Linked DNA regions of Rattus norvegicus: region 1 is linked to region 2. A link is a contact called in public Hi-C data. All regions are on one chromosome and are shown on one strand. Each heading gives the region's core, a stretch centred on a gene start, on an enhancer-like site or on the middle of the called end of the contact. The rest is flanking DNA. Distances are from core to core; before and after follow the strand shown. Region 1 holds the start of Phc2 (polyhomeotic homolog 2). Region 2 holds the start of Gjb5 (gap junction protein, beta 5).

Region 1 (4,350 bases), core at 1,429-3,928, 1.4 Mb before region 2:
CTCCCATGTGATGCTCCTCACAGGTCCTCGCCCTGCTACCCCAGTGCGGTCTCTGGTCTGGGGTTGTCGCTAACCAGCAGTGGCTAGCAGAGAGTCTCTGGTGAGGATCTCCCCTCAGTGGTTCCAGGGCTCTTGGCTTGGATTTGGGGGTTCAGTTCTAGCAGGCTGATGTCACAGATCCTCCAAGGGCTCTGGTATCCCCCAGAACCCCATCTTCTATGAATGCATTTCCGATCCCTCTCTGCTTCAGTAAGTTCTACTCTGAGACCCTGCATAAAGGCCTTGTATTCTTTCTGTCCCACTGTCTCCTGGTCCATTTGTACTTACACTAGGCCTGGTTCCTTCAGATTCCTGAAAGTGATCCCCCAGCAGCCCAGCCAGCAGTGACAGGGATCTGTGACTCCTCCACACCAGGGGTGCTTTGTCTGGAGTCGACAGAAATCCAGTGGTTCTGTCTGGGTCCTGAATGCAGATACCCAGCAGAGCAGAAACCCCAACAGCCTTTTGCCTACAGTTCTGGTGAGTGCCAGGAGGTGGGCACATTTGACTGTGATGCTGAAAACCAGAGCTAAAGACTCCAGTGTGGGAGGACTGAGAAGAGCCTGCGGTGGGGCTGGGAAACGCAACTTGATGAAGTGTGAACAGCGATAACTGGGAGGGTGACAGGCCAGGATGTCTGACCTGGTCTACAGCAGAGTTTCCCAGGCTTCCCACTCTGTGCAGTGCCTTCTCCCTCTTCCCCTCTTCTGGGCTTAAGACCAAGGCAGGATGAGGTCACTTGCCTAGTTTGTCCAAACGGCAGCAGCCAAGTTACTTAAACATTTCTCAGTAGTGGCTTCTCTGACCTGCCCTATTTACAAGGATGCTGAAACAGATAACAATAACTGTGGGAAAGGCCGTCTGCTTGAGGACCCTGGAGAATTAGGTTCTTTCCTCCCTCTTTAGGTTGTTAGCCATTACCTCATCTGAGACTTTGTTTCGTCAAGTGTAGACCTGTGCCTAATAACAGTCATTCTCATAACTGAAGAAGACATACGGTCAGCCATGTGGTATGTGCCTGTAAGCCTAGCATTGAGAGGCTGAGGCAGGAGGATTGCCATAAATTCTAGGCCAGCCTGTGCTGAACAGTGAGTTCCAGCCCAATCTGGAATAGAGTGAGATCTTGTCTCACAATAAACAAAGATTGTAATGTAAAATGCTTAGCACGGTGCCAGGAGCATACCGTGATTGGTGGCAGTGCACGATCACAGCCGCACTGTGTCTAACTCCCCGGAGGACTGTGCACTTGGCCAACTTTAGAGAAGTGATAAAGTCTCAAGGACAAAGAATTGTCTGGGGCCACTTGTTCTCAGAAGCCTTAAATTTGTGTGTGTGTGTGTGTGTGTGTGTGTGTGTGTGTGTGTGTGTGTGTGCATATGCATATACATGTGTATGTGTGAATGTTTATGTGTGAATATATGTGTCCATGTGTGTGTGCTTGTCTGCATGTGCATGTGTGCCTGTGCATGTGTACCTGTACATGTGTACCTGTACATGTGTGTATATTGTGTGTGTATATGTGTATGTGTGTATGTATGTTGTGTCATAGATGTGTGCATGATTGTAGTGTGTGTGAGAGTATGTGTGTTGTGCATGTGTGTGTGTATGAGTGTGTATTGTGTATGTGTGCATGTGGTTTATATGTATGTGTGTATGTGTATTGTTTGTATATGCATATTAAACATGTGTGCATGTATGTATTGTGTATGTGTAAGTGTATGTGTGTTGTGTATGTGTGCATGCACATGTATGTATGTGTGCATATTAGTACATGTGTGTACATGTGTAGACCAGAGGTCAATGTCAGATGCCAATCTTGATCACTGTTAACCTTTTTTTCCTTTTGAGACAGGGTCTCTCACTTCCGGAGCTCATTGACTAGGATATGTGGTTGGTCAATGAGTTCTAAGGAGCCAAATGTCTCTACTCTTAAAAGCACCGGTGCTACAGAGTTTTCTAAGTGGGTGCTGGGGACCCAAGCTCATGTCTTCAAATTTGCACAGCAGACGCTTTAATGGCTGAGCCGTCCCTGCAGCCCCCTTAAGTTAGTTCTTTAAATGCAGTGGCCACTTAGATGACTGGTCTGGACTTTGACTGAGCGGAAACTCCCAGTCATTTTGTTCTTGGCTAGTTTTAGCCTTCATGGTTTCACACAACTGTTCTCCGCAGGCAGCATTCTCACCATTCATCCCTCGGGGGAGCCAGGGATTTTCCCATCTAGGTTCTATCACAGCTTCCTGTGTTGCACATATCTGGTACCACTTCCCCCTCACACACAGTATGTATCCACCGGCCCATACTCTCTTTGCCCGTTCTGGAGCTGTCCTGTCTATCCCACCAGACCACTCCCACACTCCTTTTGAGCAGCCCTGTGAAGGAAGGGATAAAATCCCAGGCTGATAGGATTTTACCTGCACAGTCTGCCGGTCAGGAATACCACTGTAGACAGAAATCTGGGGTGCAGTGGGGCGGCCACTGCCACCACCACTGCTGCTGCTGCAGCCACTGCTACTATTGGTCCCACTGGTGTTGGTGGTGATGCTGGCCCGGCTGGATGTGTGGGGGACTGGCAGCTCATTCTCCATGGCCTACGGGGTGGCACAGTCAGGGTGCTCCGGTGGCAGAAGAGCAGGTGGATGCTAGGAAGGAAGAGAAAAGAAACAAAAAGTTTAGCAAATGTTTGTCACGCAGGCACAAGCATTTGGCCCTCTCTGTCCCAGCCTTTGGATTCTGTGAATTCTGTCACCTAGGATGGAAAACAGTTGGAAAAACTGTGTCAGAATTAAACATATATGGACCTCCCCTTATTGCTACTTGCCAAATAATACAGTAGATGCTACTTAGCACCTCACATCATTAGTCTGTAGAAGACATTTAGAGCTTGTTTGGAACACATGGGATGACGTCTGTAGGTTATGTGCCGCTGTGTAAGGGACTGAGAACTGCTCCGTGGAGCAGCCAGTGAGACTGGACGCACACCAGCTCTTCAAGAAGGCTGCCATCAGCCACTTGTAAACTCAGGCCTGTGCTGTACTTTGGTGTAGTTTTTAGAGACAGGATCTTTCTATGTGGCTCTCTGTTGGCCTCAAACTCACCCATCTTCCTCCTGTCTTGGCCTTCTCAGTGCTCAAACTCCATACCCAGCTCTCAACTGAGGCTTTGAGTCACACTGAACCCCAGATGGGTTCTTTAGGAGACTTTTGAAATCAGGTGTGTGTGCTCTAAAGTCTAAGGCTGCTGTCAGAAGTAGTGAAGAATGGTTTTTGGTACGTTCTCCCTGGTAGGAACCACCTTGCACTCCTCCGAACTCTTCATCCTTGGGATGGAGAAAATGAATACCTGAACCTACACCAGCTCTACACAGCCCAGGAAAGAAGTGAGATTTTAAAAATCTCCACCTCAACCAGGGATTGTGAGCCCTTGGTGTGTGTGTGTCAAATGACCCTCCCTCTGGTCTCCCTAAGACCATAAAAAAACACAGATATTTACATTATGAAGTAGCACCAAAATAATTTTATGATTGGGGGGTCACTACAACATGAGGAACTGTATTAAAGGGCTGCAGCATTACGAAGGTTGAGAACCGCTGCTCTGGAGAACAAAGTGGGAAAAAAGAGGCAAATGAAGAAATGGTTGTTTTGTTTTGGAAGGCCAAGGAGCCTCAGGTGCTTGCAGTCTCTGCTTTAAGTCCTCTCTCACGCCCTAGGGACTCAGCTCAGACTCTACCTTGGGTGACTACCTAAAACCTCCTGCTTTGAAGATTTTATGGACTAGAGTCTGAATCTTGGTGTAGCAAGTTTTCAGTTGGGGACCATACACAGTACCCTTGTAGGCCCTGTTTCTTTCTTTCTTTCTTTTTTTTTTCTTTTTTTCGGAGCTGGGGACCAAACCCAGGGCCTTGCACTTGTTAGGCAAGTGCTCTACCACTGAGCTAAATCCCCAACCCCAATAGGCCCTGTTTCTTAACCTGTCAAATGTGACAGTCCATGAAGAACAAAGTAAAGGCCATGCCAAGTGCCTGCAGGCTATCACCTAGTCAGTGACCTACTCACCCCACCCCACCCCTCTGCCATGGTTATAATACTGTCCCCTGCCTGGTTCCCACTGTCTGGCTTTAATAAATCATGCTTCTTCCAAGACAGACTTGATGCAGTCTCCAGGATCTGATGTCCTAGCTAGGAGGGAGCACCAGAAACCTTTCAGTGGTCCAGATGTCTGTCCTCATCACCCAGCCTCCCAGGCCCAGTGCCTCAATGCAGAGGGCTTGGGGGAAAGAAATGAAGAGCAGTGGGAGATGGGCATCAGGCCAGA
Region 2 (4,314 bases), core at 1,269-3,768:
AAACCAGGTTGTGTAGGTGCACAGGGTCACATTAGCAAGATGGGCTTTTATGACAAGAGCATTAGGAAGCCACTGAAGGCCTTCAACATCTTTTTTTAATTTTTTAAATATGATCTGCATTTTCCTAGGACTGCTATACTAGGAAAGAGCCCAGAGAGAGAGAGAGAGAGAGAGAGAGAGAGAGAGAGAGAGAGAGAGATTGCTAAATTTATGCTACATGTAGGCCATTTGACATGCTCTGACAGGGACCAAAGTGCCCAACAACAGAGTTGATGTTATCAGTGCTCATGAATTTCCACCCCTCGCTCCTGTTCTGAGCAGATGAACCACACACGCTGAGCTGCTGCTGTCATCAGGAGCAGGGGTTATGGGGTCAGCAGTGGAGAACTGGCCAGAGCACCCAGGCATTTCCCCCTTACTCATCAGAGGAGCCCCAGGTACCACACGCACAGCTTCCGGAAGGTAATTTACCTCCTTCCTCCCCCATTCACAGATACCAGCTAGAGGCAGGAGGACAGCTGGAGTGACCCAGCCGGAAGACCAGGGGCCACCTGAGCCAGGAGTACGTGTAGAAGGTGGTGAAGCCAGTTAATTAGGTCCAGAAAGATCCTGTGGGGAAGGAGATGATGGGGGATGTGAGGCAAGACCAGGTGCAAACCATTGCCCTCCCCCTGGACTCCTCCTCTCAGCTGCAGATCTCTCATCTCTCCTGAAAGCACTCCCTTTGGCCCACCCCTCCACCTGGAGCCCTGCCTGTCTCCTCTCCTAGCTAGCATCCAGAAATGGGACCAACAGTACCTTCTCTGCCCACACCCTCCAGTTTCTGTACCCACCCCATGATTGAAATCACTCTGGTGCAAGGCCAAGAGCGATCTGTGGCTCTCGTCCCTTGCCTTCCCCTTCACAGCCTTCTCCCAGCCCCTCCTGGCCCTGACTACCCAGCTCCCTCTCCACGTGCCTCTCTTTGCCTGTCCCCTAAAGCGTGGGTGCTCCTGAGACCTCCGCCTGGCCCCTCTCCTGTTGTGCAGTGTCTCCTGCTGTCCCATTGGACAGGAAGCCTCCTGCTGAACTCCCCAGCACCCCGACCCTCTGCAGGGGACCTTCCACCTCCTTCCCCATTTGTTCCTCAAGAAAGTCCGAAGACCCCTGCTCTCATCAGTGGCCTTGCCACCAACCGAGTCACCCAAATAGAACCCACCAAAAGTACCACAGCTGCTTAGTGTGCCCCAAATGCAACCCATAAACCACTGCAGGGACCGGTTTCAACCAGCCTTTCCTCTCCACTGTGGGGTGGGAAGGCTCACACATAGGTTTAGTCACAGACGCCGTAGAATTCATCTGCTCATTAGAATGTGTATAGAACACAAAAATCTAGACTTGGGCACCATGGTGAAAATTCGGAGCTGCCCCAGCACTTCTGGGGCTGAACTCAAGGGAGCCAAGCCTGCCTTCTTGCAGATCTCCTATAAACCCTGCATCACGTGTCCTTCTTTCTCGTTTTATGTTATTTGTTTTGTGACAGTCTCATCTAGCCCAGGATAGCCTCAGACTTGTTACATAGACAAGGTGACCTGTCTCCCAAATCCCAGGTGCTGGAATTACAGGCATGCGCCACCACACCCCTTTCCTGCCTCAGTGGGGATCTAACCCAAGGCTCTATGTTCGCTAGGTGAGCTCTCCACTGGTTGAGCCACACCCCACACTTCCTTTTGCTTTTTTGTTTGTTTTGGATGATTTTTAAAATGCCCCCAGAGCATAGCGCCGAGATGCTTTTCGAATCTCCAGAGCACCAAAAGGTTGTGATGTGCCTTAGGAAAGAAGGTTTGGGACGGGTACAGTTCATCCAGGCATGAGCCACCACCGGCCTGGGTGCGCGGTGAGCGAACGAACGTTCATTAGTCTACAAGCAGAGAGTCTCAGTACACAAAAGGCTGAACCAGGAGGACCCAGAGTTGGAGGCCAGTCTGGGCTGTATCTAAAGTCCCTTTTCATACAAAAGCAAACATACATAGCAAAGGGAGGAACTGGAGAGGTAACTGGAGAGTCAAATCAAGGCGGTGAGGCCCACACACAGAGATGAAGGACTTGCGTGCAGGGATGTGAGCCTCAGCTGCAAGGCCAGGCAGAGGGAGGAAGAGGAGGAGGGAAAAGGGAAGAGGAGAGAGAGAGAGAGAGAGAGAGAGAGAGAGAGAGAGAGAGAGAGAGAGAGAGAGTGTTCAGTCATCAACCCTTAATAGCCTTCTTCTAAAGAGTTGGCCCTGGAGACTTCTGAAAGAAGAATTTAAAGAGGGCAGGGCTAGCGTTTCATCCCCATATGAGGTTGGGGGTGAAAGGTTAAAGTTCAGGAGTTTCTCTTGAGAAGATGCTGGAATTCTTGCTTTGGGGGGGAGGGAAACCCCTAGGATTTTCCGAGCTCCATTGGAGGCAGTCTTTGAGAGACCTGGACCTAGCCAATGGCTAGGCAGCCCACAGCTCCTCCCACACACACACCTCCTGGCGACAGGACACGCCTGGGCTGCTCAGCAGCCTCTGCCCCAACTATGAGCTTTACCAGAAACCCTTGCCTGATTCTGACATGAATTTTGATGCTTGCTGAACCCCAACTGCTAGCTTCCAGGAGCGGTACTAGGGAGCCATAAGGAGTCGCTGCTCAGGTAAAGGACTCGATCTAACAGGGATGGTTTCTCTGGAGGAGGCTGGAGGGTGGTGACCTGGATACATGTGTCCTGATGGTAAAGGGAAGCACTACTCCCTGTATTCTGGGCTCTCCTCTCCCCAACCGGCAAAGGTGACAGAACTGGGGGGGAGCTGAAGGAAAGGGGCCGAGCAGGGCGGAGCTCCGCTACAGACTGAACCACAATTCCGGAGCCTGCCGAGCCCTGAGGTTAGGGCTAGGCCTCCCTGGGTGTTCCTAGGACGCTGCCAGCTCCACCCACCTGAGACAGGACTGTGCGGAGAAGTCAATGACTCAAAGCCAGGCCACCACGTGGCCTAGTGGGGAGTGATTTAGCCAGATGGGGTGGGGAGTAGAGACACCCCCCACACGCTCTTACCCAAGAGTCACCCGAAAGAGAAGGGAGTTGCATGGGAGAACAGGCAGTTCACTAAGACTTGAGGAAAGGACTCCAATTCAAAACTGAACCGTTTGCAGAGTGAACTCTGGAGCCAGCCAGCCTAGGTCTGAGTCCTGACTCTGTTACTTACTAGCTCTCTGACCGCCGCTAGGTGAGAAAAATACCATACCCCTTGCTATAAGGGAATAATGCTGGTTTTCGAAAAATGCCTCTTACTGCACGATGGGAGTTGACGGTGCTTTGCAGCTGACCCTGCTGAGATCAGGTCGACTGTGACCTTCCACACAAGCCAGCACGTGGAAGTGTGCGGCTTTCTGAGGGTGCACAGCGCCTTGGTCCCAGTGGACCCCCATCATTCCCCCAGGAATCAGGAAGAGGGGATTTCTTACCCCATGGGACCCTTTTGCTCAAATGAAGATGAGTTAGTCACTCACACCAAGTTCACCGGCAGAACCCACCTGAAAAGCGTGTTCCACACTGGTGTCTAACAAAGCTGTCCCACAAACATGATCAGAGCTGCCCACATGAAAGGGGGCTCTGTGGTCAAAGGAGCTGGGGTAATGCTGCCTTCTGCACCCGGCTTTGAGGGAGTCACAAAGGGAATTAGTTTATTAGCGTGGGTGAGCGAAGTGACCTGCTTAATTCTGCTGAGCCTAGCTACTTGCCAGGTTGTCTTGAACACAGAATTATTTTCTCTTGCGGCTCCTCTCGCCTGTCTAAGGACCAGGGTTCCATGAAACAACAGTTTGGGGAACCTTGGCCCACCAGCTTGTTCTGGGAAGCCTTTTGTGTAAAGAGCACTGTAGCTCCCTACTTATCTAAGTCCGTCTAATTACTAGTGTCCCGCCTTCAGGTAAGTGGCACCTAATTGCCTGGACATTAACAGGACAGAGAGCTGGGTCTCTTGGAGAGGGAGATCAGAGGGAGAATAGCCCAAGGCTCAGGGACTCGGGATGACTGGTTCCTGGCATCAGCCCCCACCCACTTTATGAGCAGGGCTGCTCTGACTTAACCACCTGTGCCTCCATGCCAGCTCTGCACTTAATAGCCATGTAACTTCCTAAACGCCTCTAACCCTCAGTTTCTCTCAGCTGTAAAATGGGGGTATAATACTGCCTAGTCCTGTGATGACACATGTCTGTGAAGTTCTCACGCTGAGCATTTCCTAATGTCGGAAATTACATCTCGTGCCCCTGCAGGAGCAACCAGCCCTTGAGTCCACCATGAACTGGAGCGTCTT

What was found. Hi-C and Micro-C count contacts between places; a contact is called where the count stands out from the background.
Region 1: a contact with region 2 is called in a Hi-C map of the A7r5 cell line, with 7 times the contacts expected there. The contact joins the promoter of Phc2 here to the promoter of Gjb5 in region 2. A contact is called at or near these places in 2 of 12 Hi-C or Micro-C datasets (the A7r5 cell line and Schwann cells).

What each region holds. Positions count from the first base shown.
Region 1 is chr5:146,333,566-146,337,915 of GRCr8, reverse strand. It overlaps Phc2 (polyhomeotic homolog 2), which reads right to left and starts at 2,678. Exons shown (of 14, transcript NM_001013169.2): 1 at 2,451-2,678. The coding sequence starts at 2,624.
Region 2 is chr5:144,966,255-144,970,568 of GRCr8, reverse strand. Gjb5 (gap junction protein, beta 5) reads left to right here and starts at 2,518. Exons shown (of 2, transcript NM_019241.2): 1 at 2,518-2,654; 2 at 4,274-4,314. The coding sequence starts at 4,298.